2 separate regions of the Mus musculus genome follow, and region 2 is linked to region 1. The links are chromatin contacts, called in public Hi-C maps. All regions are on one chromosome and are shown on one strand. Each heading gives the region's core, a stretch centred on a gene start, on an enhancer-like site or on the middle of the called end of the contact. The rest is flanking DNA. Distances are from core to core; before and after follow the strand shown.

What was found. A called contact is a pair of places that touch in the nucleus more often than the background predicts.
Region 2: a contact with region 1 is called in a Hi-C map of cortical neurons, with 1.6 times the contacts expected there. The contact joins the enhancer-like site here to the promoter of Hecw1 in region 1. A contact is called at or near these places in 2 of 39 promoter capture datasets (embryonic stem cells and trophoblast stem cells), 1 of 15 datasets of contacts at CTCF or cohesin (the NIH/3T3 cell line), 3 of 484 Hi-C or Micro-C datasets (cerebral cortex, cortical neurons and olfactory sensory neurons), 1 of 115 datasets of contacts at active chromatin or transcription factors (forebrain) and 1 of 9 other capture datasets (adipose tissue).

What each region holds. Positions count from the first base shown.
Region 1 is chr13:14,520,320-14,525,037 of GRCm38.p6, reverse strand. It overlaps Hecw1 (HECT, C2 and WW domain containing E3 ubiquitin protein ligase 1), which reads left to right and starts at 1,812. Exons shown (of 29, transcript NM_001081348.3): 1 at 1,812-2,214. Gm30893 (a long non-coding RNA gene) reads right to left here and starts at 2,443. Exons shown (of 2, transcript XR_382090.4): 1 at 2,355-2,443; 2 at 538-1,489.
Region 2 is chr13:14,578,137-14,582,854 of GRCm38.p6, reverse strand. No RefSeq gene overlaps it. Among named protein-coding and RNA genes, the nearest start is that of Mrpl32, 33 kb to the left of the region's middle. Within about 2 kb of position 2,269, at least 2 of the 459 cell types and tissues checked have an H3K27ac peak or open chromatin away from gene starts, as enhancers often do. A contact at or near this core is called in cortical neurons, where this site is marked.

The DNA of each region.
Region 1 (4,718 bases), core at 563-3,062:
AATCCTTTCCAGGGATGAACCCCTAAATGAGTATCCAGTCCCAGTAAAACACACTAGTAACACTAAACAGACTGAGTGCGTGTGATAAAGAAATTTCAAGGAAATAGGAGGTATGAATGAGAGGGGTTGGAGGGAAAGGAGGTGGGTGATATAATTATATTTTAATTAATTAAAAATTCTAAAATTACAAAAGGTGTGAAACTTGTGCCCTTTTCCTTTGGTAGAAAAAGAAATAGAAAAGAAGAAAGTGCCTAGAGGAAAATAAAGCATACCTCAGGATTGTTGCACCAACACACTGAGAGATGCTGACTTATCAAGCTATCCTCATGACATAACAGGAAGAAAATCTCTTTGAGCCAAATAGATGCAGCAACACTGAAAATCAGACTGAACAACTTAACAATTAATTGAGGTGAATAAGCATTCTTTGTGGCAGTTTGTTGGAATTGTGTCTTCAGAAATCTTTAATATTAGTTTATACAAGAGACTTTTGTTGATTTACTTGTTTTTCTTCCAAATTTCTGGTTGGTATTATCATTTGGTTGATTCTGGTGTTTATTGTTGCACCTCAGCCAAGTCCATTCTTGGAGGTTTTCTTCATACCAAAGCTCATCTGTCAAATCTGGTGAAATGTGTGCTCAGGGTTCTGTGTGGCTTTTGAGATATGGTTTGAAAAACAGACAGCGTTGAACTCATCTGGTGGGAAAATCAGATTCCTGCCAGACAGAGGGAAATGTCCATTGAGAAATCACTGGGCACCTGAAGTGACGAGCGCAGGCTGGAAGGGAGGTGCTCCCGGGGGAGGGAGGAGGGTGGGAATTGAGGCTTCACTTGGTTTCCCGTGGTTTCCTCTTCTGTAAAGTTCTGCTGCAAGAGTGTAATCAGTGGCAAGAGGTGGGTCAACAAGAAGAACACCAGTGAGAAGCCATCTGTCTTATTGTTATAAATGGAGATATATCCAATCAGCTCTTCAAGAAAAGGTTCTGGAGCTAGAGGTATTACCAGGGTGACTAAGAGGAATTACCAGGCATTACTAAGTATAGTAAGAATACTAGGGTGTTCCCTGGGTAAGGGAAAAGGTACACCTCTAAGATGTGAAAAATAGTTTGCCTGGGGAGTGCCGGGCAGGAAAATAGGTAGAAATAAAAAGGCATTGTAAAAAACACAGAGTTGCGGATTATGGGGGTTGTGTGCTCAGAACCTTCGCACTTTGTGAACGTAGCAAGCCCAAATTAGACCAAATCAGTGGCCAGCATTTCACTTTCTTTTGCATCTTGGTCGGCTGGTCAAATAAAGATTTGCATTTTTCCTACTTCCATTTTACTATTTTGACAATGTGTACTGCTTAATACTAAACCTGCTTGGAAAGCTAAGCTTATCAACAATAGATACCTAGGGCGATTTACAAGCATGGCATTTGTGATCATAACGTTGTTTTGGGGGAACTTGCTGCGAAAATACTGGAGGATGCTGTGCAATGTATCTGCATCTGTGAAATGGACAAGTAAGGAAATTGAGGTGAGAACACCTGACACAGTGTACCTACCTAGAAGGTACTCATCCTTTCTGAACACAACATTTGCATGTACACAAAGGAACTGATGAACCGTGGCTGGTTCCAGATAAGCCTCGCGGACGCGTGCTAAGTGTTGGAAGGATAGGGCCTATAGTAACAAGAATATATATATATATATATATATATATATATATATATATATATACATATATACATACATATATATATATATATATACTAAAGGGGTGAGGAGGAGGGTGCGGGTGCGTGAGGCTGCAGGGCGGAGCACAGCCACAGAGAGCAAGCCTGGCTCCTGGTTGGTTCTCAAGTCTGGTTCCCACAGAGGAGCAGGCAGGAAGGGAGGGGATGCGGGAGGAAGGATAAAGCAATAAAGTGTGCTGCGTTGCCACGCACTGGGAGTCCTTGTTTGAGCCGCAACACCACGAGCCTCTGACCCAGAGGACCCCCTCCTGGCTCGCACAGGTTCACCAGTCGAGAGCTGCTCCAGCCGTGACGGTGGCTCTGACAATAGTTGGCTCAGGATACGAAGCAGCCAGAGCAAGGCAAAAGACGCTGATCGCCCAGGACTAGCAAACCAGGTCCTCAATGCCTGGCACCTATGCAAGCCACGTGCGACCCCCGGTTCTAACCTGCGTGCGGACCGGAGCATGATCTGTGCCCAGTTGGAGGCTGCCAAGGTAAGCAGACGCCACGCTCAGACCATCAGCCTCTCCTTCCCTGCCCTCTCCCCACCCCCTTTCTGGGGCGGCTTCCTCACCCTTGCGAAGCCCCTGCAGCGCACTGCCTCCAGAGAGCCGGGATCCACCCTTTTACCCACCCTCTCTTCTCCCGCGAGGTTCAATTGTTGACTTGGGGCGGGTCGCCGCCCAAGCCGGGCTGGCATCCCAAGGCTTGGGTACAGCCGGCAGATAGGGGCCCGAAGAGAAACAAAGAAGCCCCCAAACGGGTTCGCAGCGCCTCCTCCGCCCCTGGGCGCCCTCCCAGTGGCTAAGAGATGGCAGAGGAGGGGGCGGAGAGACCTACGTAATCCCCCTTTCCAGCCCACACCCACTCCTTGTGAACCAAGGCTTTTAGACAATTGTATCCCATGGTTTCTGCTCGAACTCTCTGTGCTCACTCAAAGGCTCCTGCAGCCGGCCGCCAGGTGCAGTCTACTGGGTGGTGACTGGATGGGAAGATGATCGGTGTGGGTGTTCCCCAGGCGACTCCCTATCTCTGGCCCGTTGTGCCTCTCATCTGGGCCTGCCACCTGAGTTTCAGCGGGAGCAGCTGGTCCTTTTGCCTACCCTACTGTTACCTGCACATAGGAAGAGAAAGGGGCGGAGGTTGGGGGCAGGCAAGGGGGCGCTGGGAAAGCCGCATCCGGTCCATTTTTGGCCGGAGATTCGACACATTCTCCCTACTTTACCAGGCCATGACAATGCAGCAAAATCCTAGAGCTCAAAGTGGCCCTCCATCCTCCACTCCAGGGCTTTCTGACAGCCTTGCAGCCTCAATTTCCCAGGCACTGGACTAATTTTGGGAGTGTGGATGTGTGGTCTGTTCATCTTGCGCACAGAGGCTGGACAGGGTAACTTCTTCCCTGCCAAATTCAGAACATGGGGGTAGGGAGGGGGTGTGGGGAGCTGGCAGAAAAACAGGCTGCAGAGATGTCCCAGCTTGCTGTGGTTCTGTCCACAGCTAGCCTCAGTCTGCATTGAGCTAACAGAAGATAGCATGCCGGGATATTCCTAGCTACTGAAGACATTTTTTTTTTTTTTGACGTTGCTGTAGTTTTTTAGGCTTACTTCTGGGATCTGCAGCAGTGGGAGTCTCCCTTGTTTTCCTTCTTTCTTTGAAAAGATAACTATGCTGTATTCAGCAGAAGTGGAGACTGGAAGAACAATATAGTTCAAAGATAAGGGGTGGCTTCTCTTTTCCTGGAATTTAAAAGGCGGTTTAGGAGGGTAGGTGCCTACCTGAAAAGACCAGCTTTAAAAGACCCCAGCGGTGCTGTTCCAAAGCTTCTCAAAGCAGGTGGCCAGATCTGCAGTTTCTCAACAGTGGGACTCTCCGGCTGTGGCTATCACGGTAATTCACTCTAGCGTGGGGATTCATTTTGAAAATGTGTTTTCCACTAAGAAGGGATTACAATCCACATGCCTACTCTAATATGAATGTGTGTGTGTGTGTGTTTGTAAAGACGTAGCTTGTGGCAGTTTTCCCTGTTGTCTGATCCCTCAGCTTGCTACCTCCTCTGGAATGTGGCACTGGTGAAGTGAAGAACTATTTTAAGTCCTAGACCAACAGGCAAATCGGGTCCGGAGGATTTCTTTTAAAAAAAATAGGTTCTGGTAGATCCACACTAGGATCCTGGTCTAGTGCAATTGGTTTCTTTGCAGAATGACAGATCTCTTTTTGTGGGGGGACAGATTTTCACGAAGACAGTTGCCTAAATTTATTCAGATTGTGACATTATTGACATGGTTCAGGAGGCCACATCCTGAGTTGGAGCAGCATATCATGCAGAGGGAATGCAGCTGCTGTTGTTCATGGATATGACAGCATCATCCACCTCTTCCTCCTTCACACTTTGCCTTTTAAAGATGAGCCTAGTGAGGCTTGGCCTTCCAGCTCTAGATAGGACTCTTAATGAACAAATACTTAACGGGCAAATGTAATCATTAGAAAAAACCTCTTAGTCTCAATCCCCAAGTGTAAAATGAGTTGGTCCAGTTAAGTCTACAGTTCCCTCTAGTTCTAGCTTTCTTTGCTAAGTGATTAAGGAGGCAAGAAAAGTTAGCCAGTTCAGGAAAGACAATTATACTCAAATAATGGAAGCAAACCACGGTTTTATTATAGACCTTATAATGTTTATTTCTTAAAAAAATTTTTAAGCTCCAACTTCAGCACTTCTCCTATAAGTGAAATGAACTGATGATTTAAAACAGATCAATTTTAGTCCACTAAAGAAAGAGGCTTCCCGGGGAGGGGAGCCGCGGAGCAGTGGAGACCGTGGAGTGCATTGTGTAACAGGTTCTCTTACTTTCAGCTTTAATTGCTCACTGATAATTGAGAATTAGTGTTTCCAGCTACTGAATTCTGTTTGCTTATTTCTAATGAAAGAGCACAGGTAGGAATTTTGTCCAGTGCAGTAATTAGCAATAGCATCAGGTTTACTGTCTCTGTCAGTGTTTGGTAT
Region 2 (4,718 bases), core at 1,020-3,519, 57 kb before region 1:
TGAAGTCATTTCTTCTGATCTAATATCTAATAAAGGAGGATTTCAAGTCCAGGGACCACATGCAACCCCAGATCTGTGTTTCCATGGAGGCAAGCCTATGAGAATAACAATATACTGATTAACTATTGTTGAGGGTAGGAATCAAGAAAACTCTTGTTTCTTCCTCACACCCTCTGGTTCTCACTCTTTAGGCTTCTCATTCAGTGATACAAAGTACATTGAACCAACTCTGTCTCCACAGTTCTTAGAAGTATCCTTCCCTCTTTCCTCTCCTCATCTACAGAGAATCTGCCAACAAGGCTTGCAAACAGATACCTTGCCTTCGTCTACTCCCCAGGGGAAGGGAGGGGAAATGGAAGAAAACATTTATTGTCTAACCACTTGTTGTTTAACCACTCCTGGAGAAATCCAAACTAAAGTGTTTTCAGCCCGGATTGGGCATAGATACCAGACCAAAGAAATGATTCTGCCCAAGTCTAGCTAGGTGAATCGAGTAGATTCTTGGATTATTTATAGGTATATGGGTGACAGTGCAGCTGCATCATGGAAACCCTATTCAGCAAAGATGACTGTTAAAGCTGCATCCATGGAGTTCCCTGCCTAACTCAATAGCATCTCCACCAATAACCTTTCCCATAGAAATGGTTTACTGCCTATTATCTTGAATGTGGCGTTGTGACCTTGTAACTTTCTGACCTTGTAACTTTCTGACCTTGTAACTTTCTGAACGTTCTGAGTTCTTTGTTTTCCAACCTTTTTGAGTTTTGTAAGTTTCCGAAGCTTTTTGAGATTGTTAGGTTTTCTTAGCTTCTTGAGTTACAGGCATCTCTTCTTCCCACCCAGAAGTGCACATTCAATCAAAGTAAATATTTACACAACAACATCAAAATAACTCTCTCGCATAGCCTTTTATTTTCTGTAATTTCATTCAGAATGTCTTAGGGGCAGTAAAGGAAGAGGGAGCATGGGCTCAGATAATAGCACGCAAGCCTGGGAGGAGCCATGAAGGATACTTTTTATAGTAGGGGTTTAAAAATACTTTTCTTTATTTTTTTGAGATTATGTCATTTCACTCTTTCATTTCTTTCCTCCAAAGCCTCCCATGTACCACCCCCCCCATAGCTTTCACTCAAATTCATGACCTTTTTTTTCCTTCAGTTGTATATGTGTATACACACACACACATACACACACATATGTATATATGTATATATGACTGTATATGTACTATTCCAAAATACATGAATATAACCTGCTCAGTCTGTATAATGTTACTTTTATGTATATATGATTACAAGGCTGATCACTTAGTAGCATATAACCAAATTGTGTGTTCTCTGGGGAAGAATATTTAGCTCTTTGTGTAGGACTGAGACCTCCTGAGCTCTTCCTGTTAGTATGACAATTGCTGTTGTTCTTGTTTAGCTCATGTCTAGATAGCCATGTTGATGAGACTTAACTTCTGCCATTTCTAGGAATCAGAACCTCATAGCAAAACCCTTTCTTCCCTGTGTTTAGTAAGATTTTTAAAAGGTAGGTGGTAAAATGGCTGTAAATGTTTTCATAGACCCTATGTCCATTACACAATGGTCCGAAGGTTACTCCAAGCTCTTAAATACTCAGCACTGCTAGGTCCTTTGCCTTTGCAAGTTTTGGTGGAGGAATAATAATTTTTAACCAATATTGGAAGGGATTAGCCTTGCAATAATGGATTGTTTGTACCTCTTGAGGTTCTTTGCTAAAAGGGAAAACATTATAGATATTACATCTGTTTTTTCCTTTTATAAATTACAATGACATAAATAATTGCAAGGCATGATATACAATAGTAGGTCTTTTTCCTAGAAACCAATAAAGTATATCTAATATACTTACTTTTGACTCTAATTGAAAACAGGAACAAATAAATGAATGTAGATCATCTTTCAGCTCCTTTTATAATGGAAATTCCAAGGATCCATGAAATCAGAAAATGTTCTATAAAGCTAGGCTAAATAAGTGCCCTCTGTCACAACATCTCTCCAGGCCTTCTAATGAACAATCATATCAACCTCAGAATTTTCCTTTTCTCTAGGCAAAGGTTACATAAAGGAGCAAATAGGTTGAACCAACTCCAGAAGCAGGCAAAAGAAAAAGGCAGAGTCTAGAAAATAGACAAACTGGACAGTGGCTTCTAAATTTCAGGCATTCTGCTCAAGAAGCAGCCACAAATAGACTTTGCAGGCAAAAGTCATGTGATTTGCCAACCAGAAGGCTTTGATAGCGGTGAGAAACAACTCCATAGCAACAGAAGGGACAGTTTGAATCCATCCCCCAACTTCTCACTTACTAGTTAAAAGAGCATAGCAGTAACAAATGGAGGCAAATTCACTAATATATTTCAACCCGTGCCTACTGCGTAACCAGTGCTCAGTAGAAATAGAAATTTCCTTTCTTTTATAGAAAAACATGTTTATTAATTCAGTGAGATTTTAACTCAGTCTCTTTTGATCTTGTTTATAGCCCTCAAGCTCTTCCCAGACCCACCAGTCCCTTCTCTACTCACTCAGATTTGTCTCCTCTTTCTTCCTTTTGCCTTTTAAATCAGTAAATTAGTCTCAGTCAAAGACTCAGGTATGTGGTGTCCTCAGAAAGGTCTTATTCTCAAGTGCTGGAGGGTAACCAAAAGCATTTACAATAGCCTACAATGTCTGGAGATCTATGGACTACACTAGTCAACAACTACATATGAAATAACTTTTTTGGCATCAGGCTTTTTACTTTTGAGACTGTGATGTCTAGTAGGGGAATTGTCACCTATTATACATAGACACTAATTGTCTTTCCTCTTACCTTCACTATGAAGGAAAGAGATGTCTTTCCTCTTGCCTTCACTACATACAGACTGCCAGTTGGACCAGCACCATTTATTAAAGATGCTTTTATTTTTTCCTTTGCATACTTTTGGCTTCTTTGTCAAAGATCAAGTGTCTATAAGTGATCAAGTGGACTTATTTCTGTGTCTTCAATTCTATTCAATTGATCTACCTATCTGTCTCTGTACCGATACCACATGGTTTTTTATCATTATTGCTCTGTAGTACAGTTTGAGGTCAAGGATGTTGTTTCCCCCAGAAGTTCTTTTATTGTAAGGAATTATTTTCACTATCCTGCTTTTTTATTTTTCATATGAAATTGAGAATTGCTCTTTCCATGTCTGTGAAGAACTGTGTTGGAGTCTTGATGGGGATTGCATTGAACCTGTAGATTGCTTTTGGTAAGATGACCATTTTCACTATGTTAATCCTACCAACATGAGCATGAGAGATCTTTCCATCTTCTAAGTTCTTTAATTCCTTTTTTCAGAGATTTGAAGTTCCTGTCATACAGATCTTTCACTTGCTTGGTACCCCAAGATAATTTATACTATTTGTGGCTATTTGAAGAGTGTTGTTTCCCTATTGTCTTTTTCAGCCTGTTTATCATTTGTATAAAGGAAGGCTATTGTTTATCAGCTGTAGGAGCTCTCTGGTAGAATTTTTGGGGTCGCTTATGTATGCTAACATGTCATCTGCAATTAGTGATATCTTGACTTCTTGTTTTCTAATTTGTATTCCATTAATATTCTTTTGATGTCTAATTGCTTTAGCTAGAATTTTGAGTACTATATTGGATAGATACAGAAAGAATGGGCAGCCTTATCTTGTCCCTAATTTTAGTGGGATTGCTTCAAGTATCTCTCCATTTAATTTGATATTGGCTGATGGTTTGCTTTATATTGATTTTATTATGTTTAGGTAGGTGTACTGGCTGGTTTTGTGTGTCAACTTGACACAAGCTGGAGATATCACAGAGAAAGGAGTTTCAGTTGGGGAAGTGCTTTCATGAGATCCAGATGTGGAGCATTTTCTCAATTAGTGATCAAGGGGTGGGGAGGGTCCCTTGTGGATGGTACCATCTCTGGGCTGGTAGTCTTGGGTTCTATAAGAAAGCAAGCTGAGCAAGCCAGGGGAAGCAAGCCAGTAAGAAACATCCCTCCATGACCTCTGCATCAGCTCCTGCTTCCTGCCCTGCTTGAGTTCCAGTCCTAACTTCCTTTAGTGATGAACAGTGGTTTGGAAGTGTAAGCCGAATAAACCCCTTCCTCCCCAACTTACTTCTTGGTCATGATGTTTGTGCAGGAATAGAATCCCTGACTAACACAGGTAGGGGCCTTGGATTCCTGATTTCTCTAATACTTTTAACATAAGGGTGTTTTATTTTGTCAAATGCTTTTTCAGCATCTAATGAGATGATCATGTGATTTTTGTCTTTGAGTTTGTTTATATAGTGGATTACATTAATGGATTTTTTTTCGTATATTGAACCATCCTTGCATCCCTGAGATGAAGCCTACCTTCATCTTGTGGTGAATGATGGTTTTGATGTGTTCTTGGATTCTGTTTGCAAGAATTTTATTGAGTATTTTTGCATTGATATTCATTAGTAAAATTGGTCTGAAGTTCTCTTTCTTTGTTGGGTCTTTGTGTGGTTTAGATATTAGAGTAACTGTGACTTCTTAGAAGGAATTAGGTAGTGTTTCTTCTGTTGCTATTATATGGAATAGTTTGAGGAGTATTGGTATTAGCTCTTCTTTGAAGGTCTGGTAGAATTCTGCACTAAAGATAACTTGCCTGGGCTTTTTTTTGGTTGGGAGGCTTTTAAATGACTTCTATTTCTTTAGGGAATATGGGCCTGTT